Linked DNA regions of Sus scrofa: regions 1, 3 and 4 are each linked to region 2. Evidence: chromatin contacts called from public HiChIP or PLAC-seq data. All regions are on one chromosome and are shown on one strand. Each heading gives the region's core, a stretch centred on a gene start, on an enhancer-like site or on the middle of the called end of the contact. The rest is flanking DNA. Distances are from core to core; before and after follow the strand shown.

What was found. HiChIP or PLAC-seq counts read pairs in DNA pulled down with a chosen protein or histone mark.
Region 1: a contact with region 2 is called in an H3K27ac HiChIP or PLAC-seq map of skeletal muscle, with 5 times the contacts expected there. The contact joins two enhancer-like sites. A contact is called at or near these places in 4 of 47 Hi-C or Micro-C datasets (heart right ventricle, psoas muscle and skeletal muscle) and 1 of 2 datasets of contacts at active chromatin or transcription factors (skeletal muscle).
Region 3: a contact with region 2 is called in an H3K27ac HiChIP or PLAC-seq map of skeletal muscle. The contact joins two enhancer-like sites. A contact is called at or near these places in 4 of 47 Hi-C or Micro-C datasets (alveolar macrophages, psoas muscle and skeletal muscle) and 1 of 2 datasets of contacts at active chromatin or transcription factors (skeletal muscle).
Region 4: an H3K27ac HiChIP or PLAC-seq map of skeletal muscle shows a contact between it and region 2. The contact joins two enhancer-like sites. A contact is called at or near these places in 2 of 47 Hi-C or Micro-C datasets (heart right ventricle and skeletal muscle) and 1 of 2 datasets of contacts at active chromatin or transcription factors (skeletal muscle).

Annotation. Positions count from the first base shown.
Region 1 is chr7:13,272,685-13,276,156 of Sscrofa11.1, forward strand. All of the region lies in intron 4 of CAP2 (adenylyl cyclase-associated protein 2), which reads left to right. Among named protein-coding and RNA genes, the nearest start is that of CAP2, 63 kb to the left of the region's middle. Within about 2 kb of position 1,502, at least 8 of the 83 cell types and tissues checked have an H3K27ac peak or open chromatin away from gene starts, as enhancers often do. A contact at or near this core is called in skeletal muscle, where this site is marked.
Region 2 is chr7:13,061,661-13,064,925 of Sscrofa11.1, forward strand. No RefSeq gene overlaps it. Among named protein-coding and RNA genes, the nearest start is that of STMND1, 50 kb to the left of the region's middle. Within about 2 kb of position 1,716, at least 6 of the 83 cell types and tissues checked have an H3K27ac peak or open chromatin away from gene starts, as enhancers often do. A contact at or near this core is called in skeletal muscle, where this site is marked.
Region 3 is chr7:13,239,728-13,242,858 of Sscrofa11.1, forward strand. The region is part of intron 3 of CAP2 (adenylyl cyclase-associated protein 2); the gene reads left to right. Among named protein-coding and RNA genes, the nearest start is that of CAP2, 30 kb to the left of the region's middle. Within about 2 kb of position 1,529, at least 13 of the 83 cell types and tissues checked have an H3K27ac peak or open chromatin away from gene starts, as enhancers often do. A contact at or near this core is called in skeletal muscle, where this site is marked.
Region 4 is chr7:13,294,779-13,297,925 of Sscrofa11.1, forward strand. All of the region lies in intron 4 of CAP2 (adenylyl cyclase-associated protein 2), which reads left to right. Among named protein-coding and RNA genes, the nearest start is that of FAM8A1, 82 kb to the right of the region's middle. Within about 2 kb of position 1,798, at least 12 of the 83 cell types and tissues checked have an H3K27ac peak or open chromatin away from gene starts, as enhancers often do. A contact at or near this core is called in skeletal muscle, where this site is marked.

The DNA of each region.
Region 1 (3,472 bases), core at 252-2,751, 210 kb after region 2:
TTTGGTGCTTTCAGAAGCATTTTGTGTTGTAGGTGGAAGTGGGTTTCAGATGAGCCTTTCCAGGGCCAGAGAATTACCTTGGTAATTGCCCTTCCCCCCCCCGGGGGGGGGCCTCCATGTGAAGGCTGGCTGTAGAGGCTGGTTAATGAGGAGTAAAGCACCCAGGAAGGAAGGAGAGGAAGAGGTTTACGTGACATCATCAGGGTCTGCTCGAGTTGACAGCCTGAAGCTACCCAGTCAGGGCTGAATCCCAACAGGAAAGCTAATCACGAGTTTATCAGGATGCAGAGAGGAGGATAATCAAAAAGGAGGGTAATTCTGTCATTCTTCTGCCCAGACTGTTTGCTTTAGCAACATAAAGCTGTGAATGAGCCTGTGAGCTGTGACCGTGGGTTAGTAGCTTTATAGGTATTTAGAAACCCAGGCCTATGGAGGCAGAAGGGATTTGCTAAGATCCTGTCCTGTTGGACATCACTCATGGTGACTTTTTTTTTTTTAATCTGATAAAGCACATTAGCTCATTTCTCTTTGTGTAAGACATGAATTAGATAATGAGTGGCTGCCCAAAGGAAGTGAGGTAGTTATCACACACAAGGGATTTAGGGGATTATCTGAGAGGGTAAAGATTAATAAAGAAGGATGATATCCTTTGTTTTATCAACAATTTCATACTAAGTTTGTTACAGTTCCAGACTGCCTTGATGGCAAATTCTACATAAAGGTAAGCACCACAGATATGAGGAAATGTTTCCTACTCTGTTTAGTTCAGTGTTGGGAATCACATTGTATTTTTAATAAAATAATTTTCAGCTATTTCTCATTCTACACTGCGAAGATTAATATTTGCTTGCTAGACCCCATAGATCTGATGTTCAAAAATTGGGAGAGTTACAAGTTTTTCTCTTATGGGCCTGATTCAAAAATTAATTTCAAAAGAGGTCATTGAGTCATTCAACAAATCTTTTTCAAAGCCAAACGTATTTCGACCTTCGGATTTGCTTCTTGTTCATCATTTCAGCAGCCTTCGCTTGAGTCCTCTTTGCAAGGCATAGCTTCTGTCATCTGTACAAAGCTGTATATGCGAAAATAGCAGACGGGGAGAAGGTAATTCCAGCTGGCATTCCAGTCTGGATCCGCTGTCATAAATTTCTTAGCAGAGGGCATGGTCTGTTACTTTTTATGGTCATGTTCTATATTTGTATGTGCTGCAGGACAGATCACATGACAAAACCATCATTTGATATTAGTGTTTATGTGCAGCAACTAGTGAGAGCTAGATTTAAGCTTCGCCTTGCAGTACTTTAATCTGTACACTTAGCTCTTAATTGAAAATGCAGACACTTCCCTACGTACTAAAATGACAAGTAATCCAGAAGAAATGTTAGGTAATTGTTTTTAGGAGAAGACAAACTGCCGTATATCCTAACTGAAATGCACTATGCCTCCCAGAGATTTTAAAACATAAATTTTGAACGTGGACAAGTCCACATTGCCAGAATAATAAAGACCCAGATCCAGCACTTCACATCTTCCAGCCGCCCTCTGAAACTGAACAAGAGAGCACCTTGCTGATGGCAGTTCCTTTTAATGAAGATACATTTCCCAAATGAATCAAGAGAAGAAAACACACACAAACTTTGTTCCCTCTGTAGAGCCCATTGCTTTCCTCGGTGCAGCTGAAAATTTAGGTTTCTAGCAGCAGACACTTAGAGAAGGTACTTCTTTGATGATCACTTCTTTTCATAAACTAAACAGGGAGAAAGAATGTTCTTGTCAGATTTTGGTAGATTAACTGCTGTGAGGATTAGTGTTTCTATATCTGGAATGGCTTATTAGATAAATTTGCCGGTTAGGTAGTTATTTCAGATCTTTGTTCAACCCTGTTCACCTTACATACTCCAGCCCTCTTTCATTTCCTCAACTCGATTAATTTCCTGGGGCTTTTTTTTTTTTTTTTTAACCAAACATTTATTGGAGCCCTCCTATATAGCAGTCCCTGCACTTGGCATTCCTGCATCTATCATCTCATTTGTATGAGGACATGCTTTGGAAGAATAGGGTCTGTCTGGGTGATGTTATTTGTCATGATTCATGTATTTCTGTACTTTGCCTTCATCTCCGCCTTGCTGCCCTCGGGCTATCACCACGACCACCATTCAGATGTTCCCACCCACCCTCTGTTAAGGAGCATATTAAGGCTGCCTTCTGGTGGTCTCTTTATAGCTTTGAACTTCTTAGCACCTTTACAGTAGTTTCTGTTGAAACAGGAGTGACTTATTTATGTGTTATTTTAGAAACATTCCACCATTATTTTCTGTGCCTATTTTCCATCCCTCAACAAGATTCTAAGAGCTTCAAGGATCTTTCTAGTCAATGTGTCTTTGCTTTCATGACACATTGTGGTCTTAACGATATATTATCTGATGTCAAGTTTGATAAGAAGATGGAGTTCCCAGCATGGATCAGCGGTTAATGAACCCAACTAGCATCCATGAGGATGTGGGTTCAATCCCCGACCTCACTCCATGGGTTAAAGATCCAGCGTCGCCGTGAGCTGTGGTGTAAGTCGCAGATGCAGCTTATAACCCATGTTGCTGTGGCTCTGGCGTAGGCTGGCAGCTGTAGCTCCAATTCGAGCCCTAGCCTGGGAGCCTCCATATACCATGGGTACAGCTCTAAAAGACAAAAAGTTTGATAAGAAGATGGGCTCCGACTCCTGACACTTTTGGTGGATTTGAGGCATAAAATCTGGGTTAATGAACTCTGGTGGCACAGGAAGGGAGCAGAGTGAGAGGACATTTTTTTTAAAAAGATACTCTTATCTTTTCCCAAAAGAAAAAAGAACTTGCTGTTTGGAGATACATTTTAGTTCAGATGGAGACATCGATGGAGGCTATGACTGTAAAATGGAAGTCATGCATCAGTCACACAGAATTAGCCTTAAAAAAAATATTCCTTACGGGAATTTGGGAAAGGGAAGGTTAGAGGAAGAACACGGGATATGCTCTTAGGCGTTTCTTTCAAGGATGCCCTTTCTCTTACGCACGCCTTAACCAAATGGGGGCCTCCGAGGCTCCCACAGAAGGCTTCATATCTGGATGTGTGGAGCGAATGACAAGAAGTGATCACAGCCAGATTTGGGTGACAGATGTAGCTCAAGCATTCAATGATTATAGAATATAGGTTCTGGGAAGAATGTGCTGATTAAATTCACATGGGCTGTGGAGATCCAGCTGGTCTGATATTTAAATTGCTGTTGGAAAATGTTCCAATTAGATGGATTCTTCCCTGTGTAGAGTTTTCATGTAAATTGTGACGACTGGTACTTTCTCAAGGCCGAGAAATTGCTGCGTGTGTCACCGTCGGCCTCTGAAGCAGGTAATTTCACAGCTAGAAACACAGCACCTACAGTGCAGAAGAACATAAGGCTTTATCCTGTCTTTGTCCAGATGGATTTTCTGCATAGGATAAT
Region 2 (3,265 bases), core at 466-2,965:
TAACATTTTCATTTCTGTTTCTGACAACCACATAATGTTCCACTTACTGGGTATATAATTTTATCTTTTTTTTTTTTTTTTTTTTGCTTTTTGCTTTTTTGGGCTGCACCTGTGGCATATGGAAGTTCCCAGGCTAGGCGTCGAATTGAATCTATAGCCATTGACCTACACCATAGCCACAGCAAGGCCAGGTCTGAGCTGTGTCCGCAACCTACACCTCAGCTCACCGAAAAACCAGCTCCTTAACCCACTGAGTGAGGCCAGGGATCAAACCTGCATCCTCATGGATCCTAGTCAGGTTTGTTAACTGCTGGGCCATGAAGGGAACTCCTAACTTTATCTTTCATTAGCCTTTCTTTTGTTGTGTAATACTTTGACTATACCTGATATTGCACTGTTAGGAATATCCATGATGAATATATTTGTCTGTGCAGCTTTTCCAATATTGTGAACCATTTCCATAGATTCTCAGAGGAATTATGTGGTCAGATGGTAAACATTTTTATCAGCCTTGCTCCATGCCGCTCAGTTGATTTACCAAACGGATTTAATCAATTGAATATCAAGTTCCTTCTCTCCCTGTTAAGTATCATTAAGATAATCATTATTGGAATAGGGAGGAAATATTCATTTGAACTCATTATTACTACTGAACTTCTACTACTACTACATTTTCCATATATTAATTAGTTCCCTTTTTGTGAATTGTTTGTGCTTTTTCATGATAGTGTGCAAACCAAAGTCAGGCTTATTTCTAGAACTTTCTAATGTCCTCAAACTCTTCCTTTCATCTCAACTACCTGTGACTAGCAGGCCAGAAAATGTCCATAATGCACTATTCCCACCCTAGGTAACTCGATGGGTAACACTAGGTAACCAGTTCACTGCCATGAGGTTCCAGGCAAATCCCCACCTGCCTTTGTTACCTCCTTCCTTCTTGCTGCCCTCTGCTGCCTCAGAGAAGCGAAGCTGCCATTTCTGCACCTGGGAGAATTTGTTCCTGAAATCAGTGGTTCCCAGCACTAATGGCACATGAGAACCATCTGGGGAGCTTTTAAAATTCACAACACCCAGCACATTCTCAACACCAATTAAATCAGAGTCTCTAGGGGGGCACCTGGCATCAGTGTTTTTGAAAGTCCCCCTGAGGATTCCGAAATACAGCCAGGGTTGAGAACCACTGCTTTAAATCCAAAGACCCTGGACACTCAGGCTGCAAAGACCCATAAGCAGTGGCACCTGCCCTCTGGGAGCTCACATCTGGGCCATCGGGGTAGCAAAGCACATTCTAAAAATTGTTTAAGGGAGTGGTATATATATATATGTGTGTGTGTGTGTGTATGTGTATACACATGTATATATGCTCACACATACATACCTATATGTGCCACTTAATTAGTTATAACCTATAATTTGATCAACTAGTGGCATCCTTTCCAAAGAATGGCCTTTAAAGCACAGATTCCGAAGAACCATTTCTTGCCTAAGAAATGGTTGGTTATTGTTCCCTATGCTATATTTACTGAAGCAAAAATATATATGTAGTGATTAGAAAACTTATTTAGAAACTAGAGATTTAAAAGGATTTTCCTATTTCTCAAGAAATTTAAACGCATTCCACTATTGCTTCCTGAGTTTCTGCAGCAATACCCGTCTGTCCACTAGGTGGTGCTCTGAGCAAATTCATAAGCTGTTGGGCTTTGCCACAGTTCATGTCCTTAATATATCCTTTTAGAGAAATTCAATTTTTCTGGGGCAGAAATGGCTACTCATTCATAGTCTGGACATACCACAATCAGAAATGGTGTTTTACCTTTTACTTACAAAGTTAGGCTTGCGTGAACTGTATTTATACTATCAATCCACACACTGTCTTTAGAACTTTTTATATCTACCTTATTATGTTATTGAATTCTAGGGCATCTCCCTCCAATTATCAAGATGGTTATAGGCTTTAAAATGGCTAAACAGGCTTCATCTTACAGACACTCAGCCCATGCTTTTTCTATTAAAGCCAGTAATGAAATATAGCCCACATCATCTATTTATAAAGATCCAAACACACATTAGACCTCAAATAATTGAATTTATTTTTATGGGTTAAGTCATCTGCAATGTTATCTGAGACGGGATTAAATGGAAAGCATTTCTGACTCTTCTCAACAGAAATAGGTCCATCCTTGGCCCTGGGCCTGGGCGGTTGAGCCCTCGGCTAGACTAATAGACAGTGTTCAGCAAAAGGCAAGTCAGGATGGAGTGGCTGCTCACCGGGCTTGTGCAATTCTCAGGAAGCTTGATCCGAGTTTCCAGAGGCAGCTGGTCACTGCCTTCCCTGCAGCTGCCCTGGAAAAGGCAGGTTTCTTGACCATCCAGCAGCCCAAATGCCACAGTGCGTCCTGTGTTCAGCCACCTCTAACTTTAGGACCTGCCATTTTTGTTGATATGGATAGACCATTGGACCGAACTTGGACTCTTCTGTCAGAAAACTAAGCTTGATAATCAAGAGCCAGGAGAGGCTAAAATGGGTTTGCTCCCGTTTTGCACTACGAGAAATGTCACCTCAGGAAAACCGGGTATTAAGGAGCAGGGAAAACGACAGTCATATTTCACTGGCATGGCCCAGAGTTTGGCCGGTCTCTGAGCCTGCCTCAGCGAACATGATGCACTTGACATTCACAGCCGACCCTTGGATGAGGATGTTGTGTGGCCATGCCCGAGTGTTGCCATGGCACTCTTTCTGATTGCCCGTTGATTCTCTTTCCCGTCACTCCCAGAGCCCAGGTCAGCCTCTCGCCTGGGAGAGCAGAGCCCTTGATCCGCAGTGGGGCTTTTACGCAAACACCGCTTCCTCCTTCTAAGAAACCTTCCCCAGAGAACATTCGGTCCTTGGAAGGAGCACAAAAGTAAACATGGAGGATGAGGGAACACAGAACGGAACACCCACTAAGCCCTAGCTTTTCTCAAAAAGAGCAGTGCTGATGTCTCACCTCGATGGTGGGGGCGGGCGGGGGGTGGGGGGTGGCTGTGCCCTCAGGACAGGCGGATGCTCCACATCCGGTGGGCGATCACCCTGCAAGAGGCCCGCCAACCGGCAATGAGCTGCTGTTTATGTAAAACAACAGAGAGGAAGGACCCCGTGGGTTACATAAGGCTGATGTGGATGCACTGAGGCTTTTCCTCAATGCTCTTGGGTTGGGGGGCGGTCGGGGGAGAAGAGAGACGTGGATGACCCAGAACAAGGAGCGAGGTCAGAGACAGGTTGGGA
Region 3 (3,131 bases), core at 279-2,778, 180 kb after region 2:
ACAGCACAAATTAGCACAACATTGTAAATCAACTATACTTTAATTTTAAAAGAAAAAAAGAAAAAGGGAGAGACAAGAAAAGAGAAAGAGAGAAAAAAACTCATTATCTGAAAAGTGTAGGCTCTGGTTCTACAACACAAAGAAAAGGACAGGCAGCCATCGTCCATCTGCCCATTACTTTAATACATTGAACAAATAGTTTATTTTTTTCTCTCTTATAAAACCATGTGTCACTGACATTAAGCTTGCAGCTGCTGCCTCTCACATAAGCCAGAAGTGGGGGTTGAACTTTGTTCCAAGAACACACCTGTTGCCTAGAAAAAAAAAAAAAAAGTCCTCACATACCTGATTGTACAGTATGGAAATTTGAGAATGACACAAATGTGCATCATGTTAAATCCTGTCCCTCTGCTTAAAAGCTATTTTACAGATACTAACAATGAATATGGGCAGCTGAGCTATGATTTAACGTCTGTCTTCGTGTGCTGGCTGCTGGTTGGGCTTAATTTACTGAATACTCAATAGTCTATTGACAGAACAGACCACAAAAAAAGGGGAAGTAATAGCTACAATTAGGAAGCTCTGCTGAACCAAAGGACATAACAGGTTTAGAAAAGATTAGATCTTGTAAAGCCTTCTTGTATGCAACATAAACCGAAGAAGGTCTTTTTAAAATTACCCTTCAACCCAAGAACACTGACACAGCTTGCACCCTTTTTAAGAAAGTATAAACAGTGTATGACTTTATAATAGATGTTTAGGGTAAGTATAGTCCTCAGTGTCAAAGGAAAGGATCTCCTAGATACTGACCCTACAGAATTCTAAGAACCTTGGTTAGCCATCATTTATCCTTCAGTGGATGGATGTGATTTTTTTTTTTTTTTTAAACAGAGCGGTCCTTTTGCCATTTATGGTATATGGAACTAATCTCAGGTCTCTTTCTAAATGATTTGACAATCATGAAACAACTGCAAATCATATTGCTCTTCCTTACTCAAGTTCTTTTTGGAGATTTATAGTTTACATTTCAAATGTTTGTACAAGCCTGGAACATTTATTTCTTATCATGATTAAAATGGGTAAATAGATGCTCTTTTATTAATAGCTCAATAAAAGTGAGAGACCCACAATTGAACAAAAGGGCAATAAAATTCAATGAAAAAAGTAAAACATATTACACATGGGAGAATTAAATCATACTGCATGATATTATGTCCTTGAGTTCCTGGACTTTATAAAGGATGACCCTTTTTAGACAATTATTGCCATTCTTTTGATGGGTCATGATCGCTGTTGTAGACGTTGCTAGAATTTTTTATTTAAATCATCTACCAAGTGTCTTGTGTATTTTATGCCACGTTGATTAGGTAACACGTTCAAAGGGTGGGAGAGTAAGAATGACCACTTCTTGTTTGTATTTGGATTTTCAAGCTGGCTCTGCTTTATATAGCATGACCTTGAGCTGGTCCCTTATCCTTCTCAGTAATGAGACCGGACGTCATCATTTCCAAGGGCTCTCAGAGCCTCTTTGAGTGACTCACCCGTTGTCTCAGTGTAAAAGCATGAGGGAGTTAGTTTTCCAAACCAAGAGCTTGAGATAGAACAGCATCATCACCATTAAAAAAAAAAAAAAGCACCTTGAGCTGCGCCAGGGAAAATGCCTCAATCATCTGAACTTGCAAAACAAGCAGAAGGAAACATGTCAGGAAAAGGATACACAGAATTCTAAAGATAATGTATCACTCTGCTTTATGATGATACGGGAAAAAAAATCAGACTCCTTCGTTTAAAAAGACTTTGAGGCTTCCATGAGTCTGTCCTTCTTGGTCTTCTCCATTGTCACTTCTCCCTTTACATGGACCTATCTCTAGAATAATAATGCAAAAATGTCCATGTGTTTATTTTACTAATTTTATCCATATTCTTCCTTTGATTTTAGAACACTTGTATGAGTAATTTGTACTCACTTAAAAAATGACCGTTTGCATTTGTGGTGCTTTATAATCTGAGTCCATATAGAAACCCTCCTGCCTCCACTGGGGGGAAAAAAAAAAGATCAGAAGCACAAGTTCACAAGTTTGGAGTTGACTCAGTGAAACAGCTTGTTCTACACAAATGCTTCTCACTCTCCTGTCTGCCTTCAGCCAAATTAGTCCTCCCATTAACTAGTTTCTTGCTAATAGTTTTAATCTGAATGTTTATTTTTATTATAACTAGATGTGAATACCTTGGCAATCTCAGTCCCCAAGGATCTGTACATCTTTTCCATTCTCCACATGTCAAAGATCCAAAAAAATGAATTCTGCATTTAGATTTCATACAGGCTTTATATCAGGAATCTCCCGTCTTACCGTCTTAGCCAGTTATGATAGAATTATTAGAGCGGGAAATACCATAGAAACCCTCCATTCCAATATATATAACATTTCATTTTTAAAAAAATTATTTTTCTGCTTTCCTTTCTTCCTTCCTCTCTCCCTTCCTCTCTTCCTTTTTCCCTTTTTCTCATCCTCTTTCCTTCCCTCCCCCTTTTCTTTCTTCCTTTCTACTTGTCTTTCTCTTTTTTCAAAGAAGGACACCCCAACTAGAGAAGAAGGTGATATAAATGATGCATTGAATGCAGCACTGTGACCCTGTGGCAGAGCCAGGAATCTAGTCTCCAAATTCTCCATCCATTGTTTGGGAGATGCCTGGCTTAGACCCCCTAGGCTGCTGTCTCCCGCTGCCTTTGTAGGCAAGGGGATCACTAGTAAGAAGCAGTGCCACTTCTTCGTACTCTGCAGTTGTTACTGTTTCCCCTACCAAATTTCCACAGTATGTGGAAAGGTTGTGATAAGGGCAGGCTCAAGCACAAGGGGCCAGGAGAGGGTCGAGCAACATTGTAACTTGTGTCTTTCACGTCCCCTGAGAGCAGCACCTAAGAGCAGCACCGAGCAGGGGACAGGGAGAATGGACAGGTTCATCTCCAGAACAGATGAACTGTGTTCCTCGGGTCCTCACTTCTCCCTCATCACACTAGCTTTGTCTCCGCCTGGTCATCACTCTGTGCTATTGACACCCAATTTGCACAATTCAGAAATGCTACAGAGGGGTCCATCTCTGCTATCATTTCCCCCAAGAATGTGGAGAAT
Region 4 (3,147 bases), core at 548-3,047, 230 kb after region 2:
CAGGGCCACAGCAATGCAGGATCTGAGCCACGTCTGCAACCTGCACCACAGCTCACGGCAGCATCGGACCCTTAACCCACTGAGCAAGGCCAGGGATCGAACCGCAACCTCCTGGTTCCTAGTCGGATTCATTAACCACTGAGCTGCGACGGGAACTCCCCTCCTTGTGCCTTTTATCGGCTGACATGCTGTATAATTTAGTTATTCATTATGTTTACCATCCATCTCCTCCTGTGATGATTCATTTCATATGTCAGTGTGACCAGGCCACAGGATGCCCAGGTATTTGGTCAAACATTATTCTGGGTGTTTCTGTGAGGATGCTTTTGGATGAGGGTAACATTTATTTTATTTTATTTTATTTTTGTCTTTTGTCTTTTTAGGGCCGCACCCGCAGCATATGGAGGTTCCCAGGCTAGGGGTCTAATCGGAGCTATAGCTGCTGGCCTACACCACAGCTCATGGCAACGCCAGATCCTTAACCCACTGATTGAGGTCAGGGATCAAACCCGAAACCTCATGGTTCCTAGTTGGATGCGTTTCTGCTGTGGGAACTCCATGGATGAGGTTAACATTTAAATCAGTAGACTAGATAAAGCAGCATTACGTGTATGGGCCCCATCTGATGGGTTGAAGGCCTGAATAGAACAAAAAGGCTGACCCTCCCCTGGGTAAGAGAGAATTCCTCCTGCCTGACTGCCTTCAAACTGGGACATCAGCTTTTTCCTGCCTTTGGAATCAAACTGAACATCAGTTTTCTGGGTCTCAAGCCTGCTGACCATCATATTGGAACTTAAGCCATCAGGTTCCTGGATTCCAGCTTGCTGATTCACTCTGCAAATCTTTGGACTTGTCAGCCTCCATAATCACATGAGCCAGTGCCTTGTAAAACTGTATCTATAATCACATCTTATTGGTTCTGTTGCTATGAAGAACTCTGACTCACACCCCCCACTCTACTTGGACAAAGGAGGACAGGGATATAAGAGTCCTTACACTATTCACTGCTCTGAATCACCTGTACTGTCTACTGCTCCACACCCCTGAGCAGCCTTGCCACATAGATGGCACTCAGTATGTATTTGTTGAATAAATGAAGAAACAAACGGACCAACAGGGAGCAATCTTCAGATATGTCTTTAGAGATGTGGTGAACACAATCATCTCAATTTTATTACATAGTCAGGAGCTATAGTTTTTATATCTGATAAGTGAGCCAGAAGTCAAAGAAGGGTCTTCTTGCTTACACCTCATAGAAAGGAGTTCTGGATGTTCAGCGTGTTTTTTGTTTGTTTTGTTTTGTTTTTTGCTAGCTTCACACATGATGTTAGCCACACTTTCTTTTTGGGGTCACTGTGAAAGACCAAACACAGCAATTTACCAGCATTGATGAGACTTCGAATGCATGTAATCTATAGCCTAAGGGAACCTTACATCAGGAAAAGCTATGAGATTCCTCTGGACTTGGAAGTAGCCAAAAATCCCTCTTGGGCAGCAAAGAGGCATCCTGTGGCCATGGGACACACAAAGAGAAAAGAGAGTCAAGACTAAAGGCAAATAAATGTCATCATTAGCCATCAGTTTGCTCTGCAGAAGGAATACTGTGATTCAGCAGTATTGTTTCAAAATGGTCTGCCTTTCCAAACATGGGGTTAGATGGGTGCGAGAAGAAAGAGAAAACAAAGAAAGAAGAGGAAAAAGATTCCAACTGCCAATGGTGATTAGAAGTGGGGGCAGGGCTGGCCAAAAAAAGACTGACTGTAAGGCAGCAACAGAAGATAGAATCTCAGTGGAGAGGGAGAGGTTGTGCCAGCAGTCCTCTCAAAGATTATTATAGCTCCTGAAAACAACTCTGTGTGTGTGTGTGTGTGAGAGAGAGAGAGAGAGAGAGAGAAGTGAGAGAGAAGAGACTTCTTTGCCTCCATTAAAGGCCCTTGAAAGTGTTTCCATGGTAATGAGCAAAAATAACTGGAGAGGAAGCGGACAGATGAATACCCAGTGAGCTGCCCAGCAAGCTCCCCGTGACTCCCTGAAGCCACTTCACAGGCTTCGGCTAGCAACCTTTCCCTGAGTCTGTTCTACAAAATATGAGTTCTCTGCACAACTGGGGTGGGGATGAAAGGTTCTTTGGGGAAAAAAAAATTTGAGAAACATCAGGTTAAACATTAAACAAGTTAAATGGGTTTCTGTAGTAACTCCTTTAGTGTTCTGCAGGGACTCATGACTCACCAAAAGAGAAGGGCCATGTGCAGAATTCTCTCAAATTCCGTGGACCAGGAAACACTGTCTGTTCACCCAACTGGGGCCGGGCCACTGCTGGATGCGCTATGGGAAGCACTGCTCTGGAGAACAGCAAATGGTAGAATCTTTACAAGGTGGTGCTAACCTTAGAGGAGAAAGATGATTTCTGATGAAGGACAGTTGGAGCTCAAAAATGGTAAAGTGACCCTTTGGGATATTTGAAGACGTGCAGGGAAGTTGTTGACATTTTTTTTCACCTCCTGAGGTTGAACCAGAAACTATAGATTTCTGTCATCTCAGCCGTCTTTTGACTCAATGAATCTCAGAGAAAAGATCTGGCCATCCCTCTCCCCTGGGCCACTTATCCAGGGGAAAGAAAACACCTTAGCAAATGCAGTTGACTGGGCAGGGATCCCTCGCAGGGTGGCTTTGGTTGTTTAAACTGAGATTTATCATTAGACAGCAAACACACCTGGAGAAAACCAGTCAACCTGGGGTCTGGCCTACAGTCCGTGCTCAATAAATGTTGGTAGGAAAAAAAATGTATGGGGCTGCAGTGGGAGCTGGGGGGTGGGGATAAATTTGGAATTTGGAATTAGCAGATCCAAACTACTATGTATAAAATAGATAACCAACAAAGTTCTATGGTATAGCACAGGGAGCTATATTCAATATCTTGTAATAATCTATAATGGGAAAGAATATAAATATGTATGTATAACTGAATCACTATGCTGTCCACCAGAAACTAACACATTATAAATCAATTATACTTAAGTTTAAAAAATGCATAGCAGTTCATGGAGTTCCTGTTGTGGCTCAGCCTGTTAAGAACCTGACTAGTATTGATGAGGATTCAGGTACGATCCCTGTCCTCACTCAGTGGATTAAAGGATCTGGCAGTGC